Linked DNA regions of Mus musculus: regions 2, 3 and 4 are each linked to region 1. Evidence: chromatin contacts called from public Micro-C and promoter capture Hi-C data. All regions are on one chromosome and are shown on one strand. Each heading gives the region's core, a stretch centred on a gene start, on an enhancer-like site or on the middle of the called end of the contact. The rest is flanking DNA. Distances are from core to core; before and after follow the strand shown. Region 1 holds the start of Smarcc1 (SWI/SNF related, matrix associated, actin dependent regulator of chromatin, subfamily c, member 1). Region 2 holds the start of Cdc25a (cell division cycle 25A). Region 3 holds the start of Nme6 (NME/NM23 nucleoside diphosphate kinase 6). Region 4 holds the start of Kif9 (kinesin family member 9).

Region 1 (3,034 bases), core at 494-2,993:
AACTGATTTAAATCCCCAGGTCCTAGTTTAACTTTTCATTCATTCAACAAACACTAAACAACTATTATGCAAGGTGAGACAGTTAAATGTCAACTATGAGCCAGGACATGGAGATGCATTTTCAGGCTTGTAAATCTCAACACCCACTCTGGGTCCGCAATGGGGTAACCACTACTACTTAATTTAAGAGTAGAGGAAGTGTTTTGGATGTTTCATCATATCAACTAAGGGATTCATTTTTCAACATTTATATAAAGGTGAAATTTTACTAGAGGTATTATTGGGGCCAGTGAGGTGGAAACACATGGGTAAAAGCACTTGTCACAAGCATCAAGATCTAAATTCAAGCCGGGTGGCCCATGCCTTTGATCCCAGCACTTGGGAGGCAGAGGCAGGCTGATTTCTGAGTTCGAGGCCAGCCTGGTCTACAAAGTGAGTTCCAGGACAGCCAGGGCTATACAGAGAAACCCTGTCTCTGAAAAAAAAAAAAGTATCTAAGTTCAATTCCTGGACCAGTATGGTGTTCGAGGAGAATTGATTTGCTTAAGTGGACATGAAAACAGGAGTTGTGTGTACCCCTCCAAAGTAAATAGTTGTAATTCTTTTTAAAGTGTCAACAAAGGGTTAATTCACGACTTTTGTAAAACAACTGACTCAGCAGAATTTGCATTCTAAAGTACGGGAAACACACTTTTCCCAAAAAAATTAACATTGCAAAAAATATATATATGATAAAAACTAAGCTCTCGCCAGGTGTGGTGGCGCATGCCTTTAATCCCAGCACTTGGGAGGCAGAGGCAGGAGGATTTCTGAGTTCGAGGCCAGCCTGGTCTACAAAGTGAGTTCCAGGACAGCCAGGGCTACGAAAAACAAAACAAACAAACAAAAAAACCTAACTCTCGCTTGTACTCACATCCTTACACACCACCTAAAGTACAATGAAGTGGAAAACCAACACTTTTAATAGTTCTATATCAATTGTACAATACAAGGTTTAAACCTACATGAATCCACAAGGCCAGTCATCCAAGGTCCCCTACTAATCCACATAGGGTAGCAAGCCCTTAGTTACCTAGACGCTCAACAACTGGTCTCTAAACAAAACTTCAAGATACTTTTATTAGGATGGGCTCTTTGTTCACACACCTAAGGCAGCTAACAAAAGAACAGAAACACACGCTCTGCGACTCTGTCCAGTTCCACCTCTCCTGCACATAAGAGAGAGTGAGATGGGGCTTCCCACGCGAGTACGTGGGCCCCAGAGAGCCAGCAGCTGGGGCCAGGTCGCCGCGTGCCTAGTCGCCCGCGGGGGCGTGGCAAGCGCCGAGCCGGCCTTTGTTGTCCCTCGTGGCGCGCGGAGGGGGGGGGGGAGGGGCGGCCCCAGACATGCGAAGCGGGCAGCCACCATCAGCCCCCGTCGCGTGGCTCCTCGGTCCCCACGGGCGCGCGCGAACCCACCTTCTTGTAGTGCTTGCCCAGCCAGACTCGCACCGAATCTAGCTGGGACACCGTGTCCGGGCTCTCCCAAAACTTGCTGGCCGGGCCCCCGTCCTTCCTCCGGTACACGGCCAGCCCGGAGGCCGCCGCCGCACCCCCTGCACCCACGGCGCCTGCTGCTGCTCCCGGACCGCCACCCGCTGTCGCGGCCATAGTCACCGTCCGTCGTGTCTACCGCCCGGCCTAGCCTGGCCCTCGCGGCGTTTCCCGTTCGCACCCGCGCGCGCGCGCGCAGATGCCACCTCCTCCTCCTCCTCCTAGCCCCGCCCAGCCAACCCTCTTCCGGCGCCGAGGCGCGGCCACGCCCCTTCTGGACCCTAAAGCTGCAACGAACAGGCACTGAGAGCGGGCGTACGCATGCGCAGCACGCCGGTAGTCCCCTACGGACTGAGGCTGCCCGCCTTTTCCTCTGGTCTCTCGGAACTGAGCCTCAGCCTCTGCTGTTGGTAGACACTACGAATGACTCTTCCGGGCCCCGTTTGTCTATTCGTTAGGCGGTCAACAATCTCAAGGAGGTTCTGTATCTCTACTAGAAAAAGCGGTCTAGGGTGTGCAGTGCGAGCCGAGCCCCACCCCACCCCACCCCCCCGCGTACCCGCCCCCGAGCGCTAGTAAGCAATTCCTGCTAGTCCCGGAGGCCGCGTCGGTTTGGGGACCTGCATTAAAGACCTAGTCTTTCTTGGGGCTTCATTAATGTTTCTCGAACCACATCAGATGGTTTCTGCTTAGTCGGCCTAGCTCCAGCTACTTCTGCGACCTGGACATTATCTTCCTTTGTGATTCGCACTCTCTCAAATTCATCACTTTAAAAGTATTCCAGAAAACCAGTCCCTGAGTGAACAAGTGATCACAATTACCCAACGGTTTTTTTTGTAGCTCTCTCTTCAACCTGGTGTTTTTATCATCCGCGTTGGGAACTGGACGCTTTATCTACATTTGAAGGCTATATGAAGGCTGAAAGTTTACATTGTAAACAATGTATTGGCTGTATTGGAAACGTGAACATGATATGTTCACGAAGCTCCAAGTGAGGAGGTGTGATGAGTTTATAGACCTTAAAAAAAAATGGAGATAGCCTAGAAGATGTAGTGTGCACGCCTTTAATCCCATAAGGTAGAAGCAGGAGGTTTTCTGAGTTCCAGGCCTGCCTGATGTACATAGAGCTTGAAAGCCAGGACAACCAGGGCTACAGGAAACCCTCCCTGCCTGAACAAACAAAAGAGACTAGTTGTCTCAGGTTATGTATTTGGCTCAGTTCTTAAAAAGCTTGGCAACCTGAGTTGGAACCCCAGAATTCTCATAAAAGTAGAAGGTGAAATTCTTCACGAAGTTACACCCTGACTGTGTACTGTGGCACACATACATCACCCATACCTAATTCTGGGTGGTAGTAATCCTAGCACTCAGGAGGTCGCTGACTTTTAGGCCAGCTTGTTACCATAGTGAGTTCCAAGACTACATACAGAGACCCTGTCTCAACAACAAAATGGAGCAGGGCAGTGAAATGGCTCAGCGGGTAATGCCAATAGTGACGACC
Region 2 (2,901 bases), core at 382-2,881, 260 kb after region 1:
CATTCTCTGTAGACTGCTGTTATTTCTCACTTCCATTTTCTCACAGTCACTGAAACCAAGAGAGGCACCTCCACATGAGCAATTTCTAGCACATGATTAAAAAAAAGGTGACATACAGGCCACGAAGTAGCCAGGCTGCCACAAACCATCTTTGAGAGACCAAGCCAAGGACACCCCACTTGGCCACCCAGAATACCCCAGTTGGCATTTAAACAAAGAAAGGAGTGAGTGGTTTGGCCTTGGGCCACATTGTCAGACAGGCCTGTGGCAAGGGCTGGGTTTCCTTAAAGGAGAGCCTCAGTCTGAGGTTCTGAGTGAGCCAGGAGTAAGGGCAAAGGTGACTAGGCCAGGAGTCCCAGCTTTTCAGGGTTTGCAAAAGTTGTAAGACAAGTTTAGGAGGCGAAATACCCAACATCGAAGGAAAAGCAACTTCACTAAAAATAGTGTTAAGCATTTTTGTTAGTGATAGTGGTGTAGGACTACAAAGTCCTCGAAGATTTCCAATATGGAAAAGTTAGGTAAAAAGTGATAGCTTAAAAAAGGTAGTAGATGGGTAGATACAAGAAACGTGCCGGCCAGGTGGCTGCATAGATTTTACACAAATGCAAGAAAAGAAAATGCCACGTCCCTTTGTTGAGAAGGAACAAAGCTTACAGGAAACTAAGATCCGGCGCGGGTGGTTCAGCAAAGAGGGCCTAGGAGGACCCATTCTCACCCTCCCTCCCAACCCCCATAAGGGTAGATTCCAAAGACTTTTCTGGAATAGAGACAGCGTAGAGAGAAATCTGAAAGGGGTGAACAAGACAGGATGCCCAGCAGGCTTCCTCGATCTCCGCGGTCTGGCTCTTGGCTGAGGATAGCCCTGGACTATCCGAACGGCCTCTCCCGCCCAACATTCCGCCCGGGAGGGAGGGTGCACATGGCGGGCCCTAGCCAGGCCATTCCGGGTCGGAGCATCAGAACCAAGTGGACAGACTCTGTTTCCTGCTGGATCATCCCGAGGGCCGACCAGAGGCCAGCGGCCTGGGGCATCGCTCGCTGGTCTCTCACCTGCCCAGTCCTTCCAGCTGGTCCATGGTGACCGTCAGGTTGGTGACAGGGGACAGTCCGCCAGCAGCTGACGCGCCAAACAGCATCTTCCCCGTGGGCTGCGGCGCAGGCGTGGGGCTGCAAGCGAAGAACAGGCGGCGGCGGTGGGGGGGCTCCGGGCCCAGTTCCATGGCGCCGCCGGGCCTGCCCGGACTCCCGCTCCGTCTTCCTCCGCCTCCGCTGCGCCGGGCCCCGCCCCGCTGGCACCGGCTTCAGCCGCGTGCCACGCCACCAGCGCCCGCGGGTCAAACACAAACACGACCCCGCGGTTCAGAGACGCGGCCGCCACGGGCAGCGGCGCGGACCGGCGAGCGTAGGGGACTCGGCAGGCGCCAGGCACAAGCACCGGTGCTTCCCTCTCTGTCCCGCGAGGCCCGCAGGCGGGCGGGCGCCTGCAACCTCAAGATTAAATCCAAACAAACTCCGTGGAGGAAGAGTCTTGAGACCACCGCTCCGACTAACTCGCCTCACTTTTTTTCTCCCTCCTTGCTCCGTAGCCGGCTCGCAGAGAAGGAACCTTCACTTCCCTCACCACCAAAGTGGCCTTAGCGTTAATTGCTGCACACTCAGGATAGCCGCCGCCCCGCCCCTTTCCTAGTTGGCGCCAAACGGAATTCACCAATCAGGAAGCAAACTTCTCCTCGCTCCCGAATGACAGCTGAGCCGGACCAATGAGAAGGAAAGGAGGAAGCGTCTCGTGGGCCTCCTCGAGGTCACGCCCTCTCTCGGTGGGGGCGAAGCCTGAAGAGTTGGGAGGTGGCTGAAATGAGAAAGGAGTCAATGAAACTTTCTGTGGGGGCGCTAGTCCCTACCGAAAGGCCCCGCTCTTTTTCAGTTGCATGCTGGGTAGTGTAGTTCCTACAGCGTGTGCTACACACCTGTCTGAGCTACTGAGCATAGTGCTGTGCACTTTTTTTTTTTTTTTTTTTTTTTTTTTTTTTTTTTTTAGGAGACAGAGAGACTAGGGAAGGCCATCTGGACCAGGCGTTGGCTCTTCTCTAACTGTGTGGTACAGTACCATGGATCCTGGATCCCTCTTTTCCTTCACAGGACTTCAGGCTCTGATTTTGTCTTTCTTTTTTTCTTTTTCGAGACTGGGTTTCTCTGTGTAGCCCTAGCTGTCCTCGAACCCGCTCTGTAGACCAGTCTGGCCTCGAATTCAGATCGATCTGCCTCTGTCTCTGCCTCTCGAATGCTGAAATTAAAGGCATGTGCCACCATTCCTGCTCCAGACTCTGATTAATTAATTTAATTAATTTTTGAAATAGGGACTTTTTTTTTTAATAGCCCGGGCTGAAACAGGAGTAGTTGAGAGCTATGATCCACAGATAGCAAGCAGAGAGAAGGGGGTGGGGGGAGGTGGGATGGAGAAAGGAAGAGGGAGAGGGAGGGAGGGAGGGAGGGAGGGAGGGAGGAAGAGAGAGAGAGAGAGAGAGAGAGAGAGAGAGAGAGAGAGAGAGAGAGAGAGAGAGACTTTGCCTGGTGTGGGTTTTTAAGAACTCAAAACCCACTCCCATCTACACACCTGTTCCAACAAGGCCACACCTTCTCTAAAATCCCTCCCAAACAGTTGGGGATCAAGCATTCAATCATATGAGCCCATGGGAGCCATTCAAATCACTGTAAAAGTACTAGGCAACATTTAGTGTTTATGTACATGACAGTGTTTCATGTGTGATAACTCTACTAGTGTACTTAATCTTTACAAGTCTTACATCACAAAAATAATTCCAGGAGGGACCAGAGTGAAGGGAAGGTAGTTACTTTATTCACTATTTAGATGAATAACCATTATATCACAAGACATGGTTA
Region 3 (3,227 bases), core at 23-2,522, 300 kb after region 1:
ATCTCACCTCTACAAATTTGTAAGGACAAAAACGTCCATACAAGTTGGGCAGTGGTGGAGCACGCCTTTAATCCCAGCACTTGGGAGGCAGAGGCAGGTGGACTTCTAAGTTCGAGGCCAGCCTGGTCTACAGAGTGAGTTCCAGGACAGCCAGGGCTACACAGAGAAACCCTGTCTCGAAAAACCAAAACCAGAAAAAAAAAGTCCATACAAATCTTTTCCTTATAATTACCATTACCCCTTTGTCTTGGACTTCTGTGACACCCTCTGTGATGGTGTCTAAACTTTACTCTCGCCACTCTGCAAATCTGTGCTAAAGAACATTACAGCTACTGGAATGAAAGCTAATCATATAGACTCCTCTTTAACCCTCCAAAGGATATTCTGATTTTTGAAGACAAAGGTCCTCACACAGACTCTGGGACGTTAACCTGCCCTTTTTGGCACTTCTGTCCCTGGGCACTCCTCTGGGTTCATGTGGTGCACCTTACTTCTTCTGCTCCAGTGTCATAGGTGTTTTCAGTCCCATGCCTTTCTGGCCTGACTATCTTCGTGTAAGGACGTGTTCCCATCCTCTCCCCCCAGCCCCCAAGTTCCACTCCCTGCTTATCTCCCACTTGCCCATTTGCACTCGGCTCACGTCTGCAGTCATACTTTCTCAATGCTTCCTTCGGTTACATAGTCCACATAAAGGACAGCTTCATGAAAGCACAAGTCCGCTTTGCTCACCATCTTCACCTCAGTCCCTCCGCAGGGTGCCTAGTACATACCTGGATTTCCACAGATCTTAGCTGGATGAATCAGTGCATGAACCTGATCTAGCCATTCCAAGGCCAGGCTGCTAAGGGGTCTCCTGGGAGGACCGGCGATCTGTAGAGAGGGTGTGGTTCCAGTTAGGTTAGGGCTGTCTTAGTTATTGGTTTACAAGAAAGTGCTGCCAAGCAAAGAAACTGGCTTGACTTTGTCAACCGATCAGACATTTACACGTTTTACAAGTTGCCTGGCCAACTGAGGAAGCCACTACTTTAGCGCCCACGCTAGTCACGTGGTCGCTGGCCCGTCAACTCCACTTCTGCAGCCACACCTCCTACTCGTCTCCCTCCCTCCCCAGCCGCCCCCTAAGTCTTGGCTCCCAACCCTCCTATTGCCCTCGTATTCTAGGACACAACCGAACAACCTGGGCTTCTCTACTACAGGCCGAAGCCCACACCAGACTCAGTTATTCGGTCTCCAAAGCGAGCCCGGGTTCTGGGTTCACCTGGTACTCCCGCCAATCCTCCTGGTCACCAGGCACTGAGCAAGATAGCCCACGGGTCCTTTGGGGTCCTTCAGGCACGCGGCAGGGCAGCCCTCCGGATCCTGCAGTCTGGCGCTGCACGCCTGGTGGGCTAGAGAGATCTGTTGCGGCGCCGGCAGCTTGTTTACACAGCGTATCTTCCTCAGGAAAGTCCATTTCTTTATTTTTTTTAAAGGCTTTAATTTAAAAATTTTTTACGTGTAAGCGTATTCTGCCTGCGCATGTATGTTTCACGTGCGTTCCTTGTGCCTATGAAACCAGGAGAGGGCGCTGGATCCTCTGGAACCTGATGGCTGTGAGCTTAGACCTGGGTATTGGGAATATAACCCAGGTTCCCATGAAGAGCAGTCTGTGCCGTACCCTTAACCACTGAGCTATCTCTCTAGTGTGAAAATCCATTTATTATGATGTTTTGCCTGTAGGTATGTCTGGGTACAGCACCAGGGTGACTGGTGCCAGTAGAGGCCAGAAAGGGCTGTCAGCTGGAACTGAAGTTACAGATGTTTTGAACCATTGTGTGGGTTCTGGTATCGAACCCACCTTCTCTGCAAGATCAGTGAGTGCTCTTAAACACTGAGCCATCTCTCCAGTCTGAAAGTTCATTTTTTGTCTGTCTGCCTGTCCTGCTGGTGAAGGCATGAGTTCATTTCTGCTTTCACGGGATGAGAATAACCTTACTATATACCTGCAGTCAGGCATCTTGTTTTAATTTTACTTCCCAGGCCGGCCATGCCCAAGTTTACTTACTTTCTTTTTTTTTTTTTTTTTAATAATATTATTATTTATTTTATGTATATGGGTGCACTGTAGCTGTACAGATGGTTGTGAGCCTTCATGTGGTTGTTGGGAACTGAATTTTTAGGACCTTTGCTCACTCTGATCAGCCCCACTTGCTCTGGTCCACTTCGCTCGCTCAGGTACACTGTAGCTGTCTTCAGACGTACCAGAAGAGGGTGTCAGATCTCATTACGGATGGTTGTGAGCCACCATGTGGTTGCTGGGATTTGAACTCAGGACCTTTGGAAGAGCAGTCAGTGCTCTTACCCACTGAGCCATCTCACCAGCCCCCCAAGTTTACTTTCTATAGTTCATCCTCATTAACATACCTCTGGAGTATAAGAGACCTCCCATGAGCTCAGTTTTCCTTCTGCCTATGTGGCTTCTGCATGCACATACAACACACACAGTGGAAGACTGGTTGCATAGTTTACATGTGTTTCAACCATTCTCAACAACAAGCCAGCATAATCAAAGGGCAGATGTAAAGGAGGATGTAGAGGTTTATTTGGAACTGTTGTTAAGAACTAACGAAGAGGCTCTCTGCTCCTCCCTGTTCCAGAGACAGCTGCATCTTCTTGGGCAGTGCCAGCCTCATCCGGTAGACAAAATGGTGAAGGTTTGTGTGAACGGATTTAGCTATATTGGGCGCCTGGTCACCACGGCTGCCTTCTGCTCTCCACATGGCAAAGTAGAGGTTGTTGCCATCAACAACCCCTTCATTGACCTCAACTACATGGTCTACATGTTCCAGCCTGACTCCACCCACGGCAAATTCAACGGCACAGTCAAGGCCGAGAATGGGAAGCTTGTCATCAACGGGGAAGCCCATCATCATCTTCTAGGAGTGAGACCCCGCTAACATCAAATGGGGTGAGGCCGGTGCTGAGTATGTAGTGGAGTCTACTGGTGTCTTCACCACCATGGAGAAGGCCGGGGCCCACTTGAAGGGTGGAGCCAAAAGGGTCATCATCTCCGCCCCTTCTGCCGATACCCCCATGTTTATGATGGGTGTGAACCACGAGAAATATGACAACTCACTCAAGATTGTCAGCAATGCATCCTGTACCACCAACTGCTTAGCCCCCCTGGCCAAAGTCATCCATGACAACTTTGGCATCGTGGAAGGACTCATGACCACGGTCTGTGCCAT
Region 4 (3,132 bases), core at 164-2,663, 340 kb before region 1:
AGCCCCCCCATCCGACCTTTCCAGGGTCCTCCGGATGCTCATGCCGCCGAGCATCCCTGGAGTCATGCGCAGTTGGCAACAAGCCTTTCCGAGGGTCTATACTCCTCTCGGGAGCCCACTAGCCAACAGTGCCGCGGAAGGAAGCACATGCCATTTCGCACTTACTGAGGTACTGCTTGCTACCGTTCTTATGCCGCTTCATTTATGTGGGCTTCAGCTCCCAAGTCAAATTACAAGCTGCTTGAGGATAAGGGTCGTGCCGTTTACCTCTTGTGATGCCCCCCACAAGGTCCAGAACAGCGCCCAGCACACACCAGGTGCTCAAGAAATGGTAGTTGATGGTGATACTCATGGCTGGAAGTCAGAGGGTGACTGAATCTCCATAGGTGGGTCCACCATCTTCAGCCACTACTGAGAGAGTGCCAAGGTATGTGATATGTCACTCCCCTCCCACACTACTCTAATCCCTGAACTTGCAGCGTTCTGGGGAGGATACTTCATTTCCCAGTACAAGAAGCCATGCTCAGTCTCAAGATACCCTCCCATTAGGTAGTGTTTTTTCCCCCTCAGGATGGAATACTCCCAGAAATCTGAACACAGTCCTTACATACTTCACATAATAAAGTGACTCTGACGAGCCACCAGGAGACCTCTGTGCTGAGAGAGTCAGTGTTTCTCCATTTGTTTTGGGCTTGGGAATGAGCAGGATATACATTAACACCCACGAAGGCTTGACAAGAAGTCAATGGGATTACTCATAGGCACTAGGCGTTCATACCTACCATGCTCTTACCTCGATCAGGGATAAAGACTAAGAAACAAACACCCTTTAAACCCACAACACTGGGTCCTACTGCATCTCAGCATGAGATGAACCCAAAGTTTGCACCCAGGCAAAACTGGCCACTCTCCTATTTCTCACCCAGTGTGTGGAATGCTTTTCTAAAATGTGTGTGACAGATTGCCTTGGTCCCATTCCTGTGCCCCTCTAGAGGGTTTTCCTCTTCGGTAGTTAGAAGGCTCTAAGTGATGACACCGTGTCTTAATGATCTCTGACACTCAAACTCACGCCCTCTCCGTCTAAGGCAAGTCGTGGGACCTCAGTGGAGACTCGTGGGACTAAGGAACATCAGAAACTCCTAGCTCCCCTAAGCTGCGACCAGGTTGAAAGGAGCATCTCCAGGGGTGTCTCCGATTTTTTTTTTTTTTTCACAAATAAAAGAACCAAAGGAGTTAGGAACCCAGCCACTGACAGCAGCTGGGAGGATATCCCCACCAGGTTTCCCTTTTACCTAACGCCACCGGCTCGTGACCACTGCTCACCTCGCGGGGCAGTGGCGCTCGGGTAGAGCGACCGCTAGAACTGCAGCAACTTGAGGGAGCTCTGTTCGCAACCAGGACAGCTAGCCGACTGGCTGTGTACACAGTCGCCATGGCAACAGGAAGCCTGCAGGGATTACGGAAGTAGTGTAGGGTGGTGGCGGAATTTAAGCCCACATTTCTCCGTTAAAGATACAGGGAAAGTCAGAGCTGAACAAAGAAGACAGAGATGGAGTCAATTAACCTGGAAGGCTTAGAGTAGCTGTATATGCGAAGCCTGAGTTTGAGTTACGGGGGGAAAAAGGCTATGTATAAACCAGGAAGCGGGGCAGCGAGACTTCCGGTGTCGAGGACTTTGTGGGTACGGTGGCCGCGCAGGCCAGTGAGATTCCGGCTTCGCGTTCTGGGCAGCCTTCAGCGTGAGCCCTTGCCCCGCCCTGGTTAGTGTGAAGCCTGCTGGCCAGGCCTGCGCAGTTGCGGCGGCCGGGGAAGATGGTGGAGGACGGCGCGGAGGAGCTGGAGGACTTGGTGCATTTCTCCGTGTCGGAGTTGCCTAGTCGCGGCTACGGCGTCATGGAGGAGATCCGGCGGCAGGGCAAGCTATGCGACGTGACGCTAAAGGTACCATGGTCTGGGCGGTGGCTGGCTGAGGGGAAAGGGACTGAGCGGGAAGAAAAGGGTGGTGGACAGGGGAAGAGTGGTCCAGCCGACTGTGGGTGGAGAAAGGTTAGAGGGGAACAGAGTAGTAGAGAGCGGTGCCAAGCGCAGAGGGGGAAATGAGGCCAAGTTGGGAGAGTAAAGGGGACAGCCGTTCAGCCATTGGAAGGAAAGATTGAGAGGTGTGCCTCTGACGCCCTAAGAGCAGGAGACATTGGGGTATCCGCCTCCTTTTCTGTCATACAGAAAAGAGAAAATGTTCTTACAGGCAGACCATGGAGGAAGGGGCGGTGGCTGACTCCACATTCCGATGGGTACCACTAAGACATCCTATCTTGTCCTAAAGTCATTTCTTTGGGCTCCTTGAAGTTGGCTGTGCTGTTGTAAATGCTAAGCCTTCTCTTCAGGAGTCATTGCTTGCCCTTGGCGCTTTTAGAATCGGATCTGGAAATCTTTTGATGTGGGCTACTCTCTTCCATGCTGGAAAACAATCTACTGTCACCACCTTAAAAGGTCCTGGAGGCCAGGCTAAAGGACTGTTTGGGGAGAGGGATATTTTTGCCACCTGTTCCCATCCAGCATTCTGGTCTGGTGTCAAGGGCCAGTGCCCCCTGTGCTTTGAGTCGTGCAGGGCTGCACCTTGGTGCCCTGCTGAGCCAGGTAGATCCCTCCAGGTGGGGATACTGCCTGCCTGTGGTTTTTCCTGTTGGACCTTGCCTGGAAGGCTCTTACTGTCTCGGTGTGACACTCCCTCTTCCTGTTTCAAAACAACAGAAAGACACAGACACCTCTTAGACTTTATCTTCTACTGAGTTAAGGAAGCATTGCTTCTCCATGTATTCGAGTCAGACTGGTAGGAATGAATAGGGTGGCTCCTGGGCAGTGGTGGAGCACTCTTTTAATCCCAGCACTTGGGAGGCAGAGGCAAGCAGACCTCATGACCAGCCTGGTCTACAGAGTGAGTTCTAGGACAGCCAGGTCTATGAGAAACCCTGTCTCAAAAAAAAAAAAAAAAAAAAAAAAAGTTGAATGGTTAATGGTTTGGCACTTTAAAAAGCAAAACAAACTGAGGGTGGCTTTGGAGAAAGAACACACTAGCTGTAACCATGGGCACATTACTTAATCTCTTTAAGTTTAAATTTCGAAATGTGAAAA

Evidence for each region. Promoter capture Hi-C pulls out the DNA fragments that hold promoters and counts their contacts. A called contact is a pair of places that touch in the nucleus more often than the background predicts.
Region 2: a contact with region 1 is called in a Micro-C map of embryonic stem cells, with 4 times the contacts expected there. The contact joins the promoter of Cdc25a here to the promoter of Smarcc1 in region 1. A contact is called at or near these places in 17 of 39 promoter capture datasets (the 3T3-L1 cell line, the C10 cell line, the HPC-7 cell line and 11 more), 3 of 484 Hi-C or Micro-C datasets (embryonic stem cells and regulatory T cells), 8 of 115 datasets of contacts at active chromatin or transcription factors (embryonic stem cells, epiblast stem cells, extraembryonic endoderm stem cells and 3 more) and 4 of 9 other capture datasets (adipose tissue, embryonic stem cells, liver and 1 more).
Region 3: a contact with region 1 is called in a promoter capture Hi-C map of erythroid cells, with 3 times the contacts expected there. The contact joins the promoter of Nme6 here to the promoter of Smarcc1 in region 1. A contact is called at or near these places in 2 of 39 promoter capture datasets (erythroid cells and stem cell-derived epiblast-like cells).
Region 4: a contact with region 1 is called in a promoter capture Hi-C map of erythroid cells, with 5 times the contacts expected there. The contact joins the promoter of Kif9 here to the promoter of Smarcc1 in region 1. A contact is called at or near these places in 1 of 39 promoter capture datasets (erythroid cells) and 3 of 115 datasets of contacts at active chromatin or transcription factors (effector CD8 T cells, memory CD8 T cells and pancreatic cancer cells).

What each region holds. Positions count from the first base shown.
Region 1 is chr9:110,130,733-110,133,766 of GRCm38.p6, reverse strand. It overlaps Smarcc1 (SWI/SNF related, matrix associated, actin dependent regulator of chromatin, subfamily c, member 1), which reads right to left and starts at 1,743. Exons shown (of 28, transcript NM_009211.2): 1 at 1,459-1,743. The coding sequence starts at 1,650.
Region 2 is chr9:109,874,309-109,877,209 of GRCm38.p6, reverse strand. It overlaps Cdc25a (cell division cycle 25A), which reads right to left and starts at 1,631. Exons shown (of 15, transcript NM_007658.3): 1 at 1,051-1,631; 2 at 1-49. The coding sequence starts at 1,220.
Region 3 is chr9:109,830,839-109,834,065 of GRCm38.p6, reverse strand. Nme6 (NME/NM23 nucleoside diphosphate kinase 6) reads right to left here and starts at 1,272. Exons shown (of 7, transcript NM_018757.1): 1 at 1,259-1,272; 2 at 771-870. It also overlaps the pseudogene 3000002C10Rik.
Region 4 is chr9:110,475,275-110,478,406 of GRCm38.p6, reverse strand. It overlaps Kif9 (kinesin family member 9), which reads right to left and starts at 1,413. Exons shown (of 21, transcript NM_001163569.1): 1 at 1,293-1,413. It overlaps Klhl18 (kelch-like 18), which reads left to right and starts at 1,713. Exons shown (of 10, transcript NM_177771.5): 1 at 1,713-1,941. The coding sequence starts at 1,813.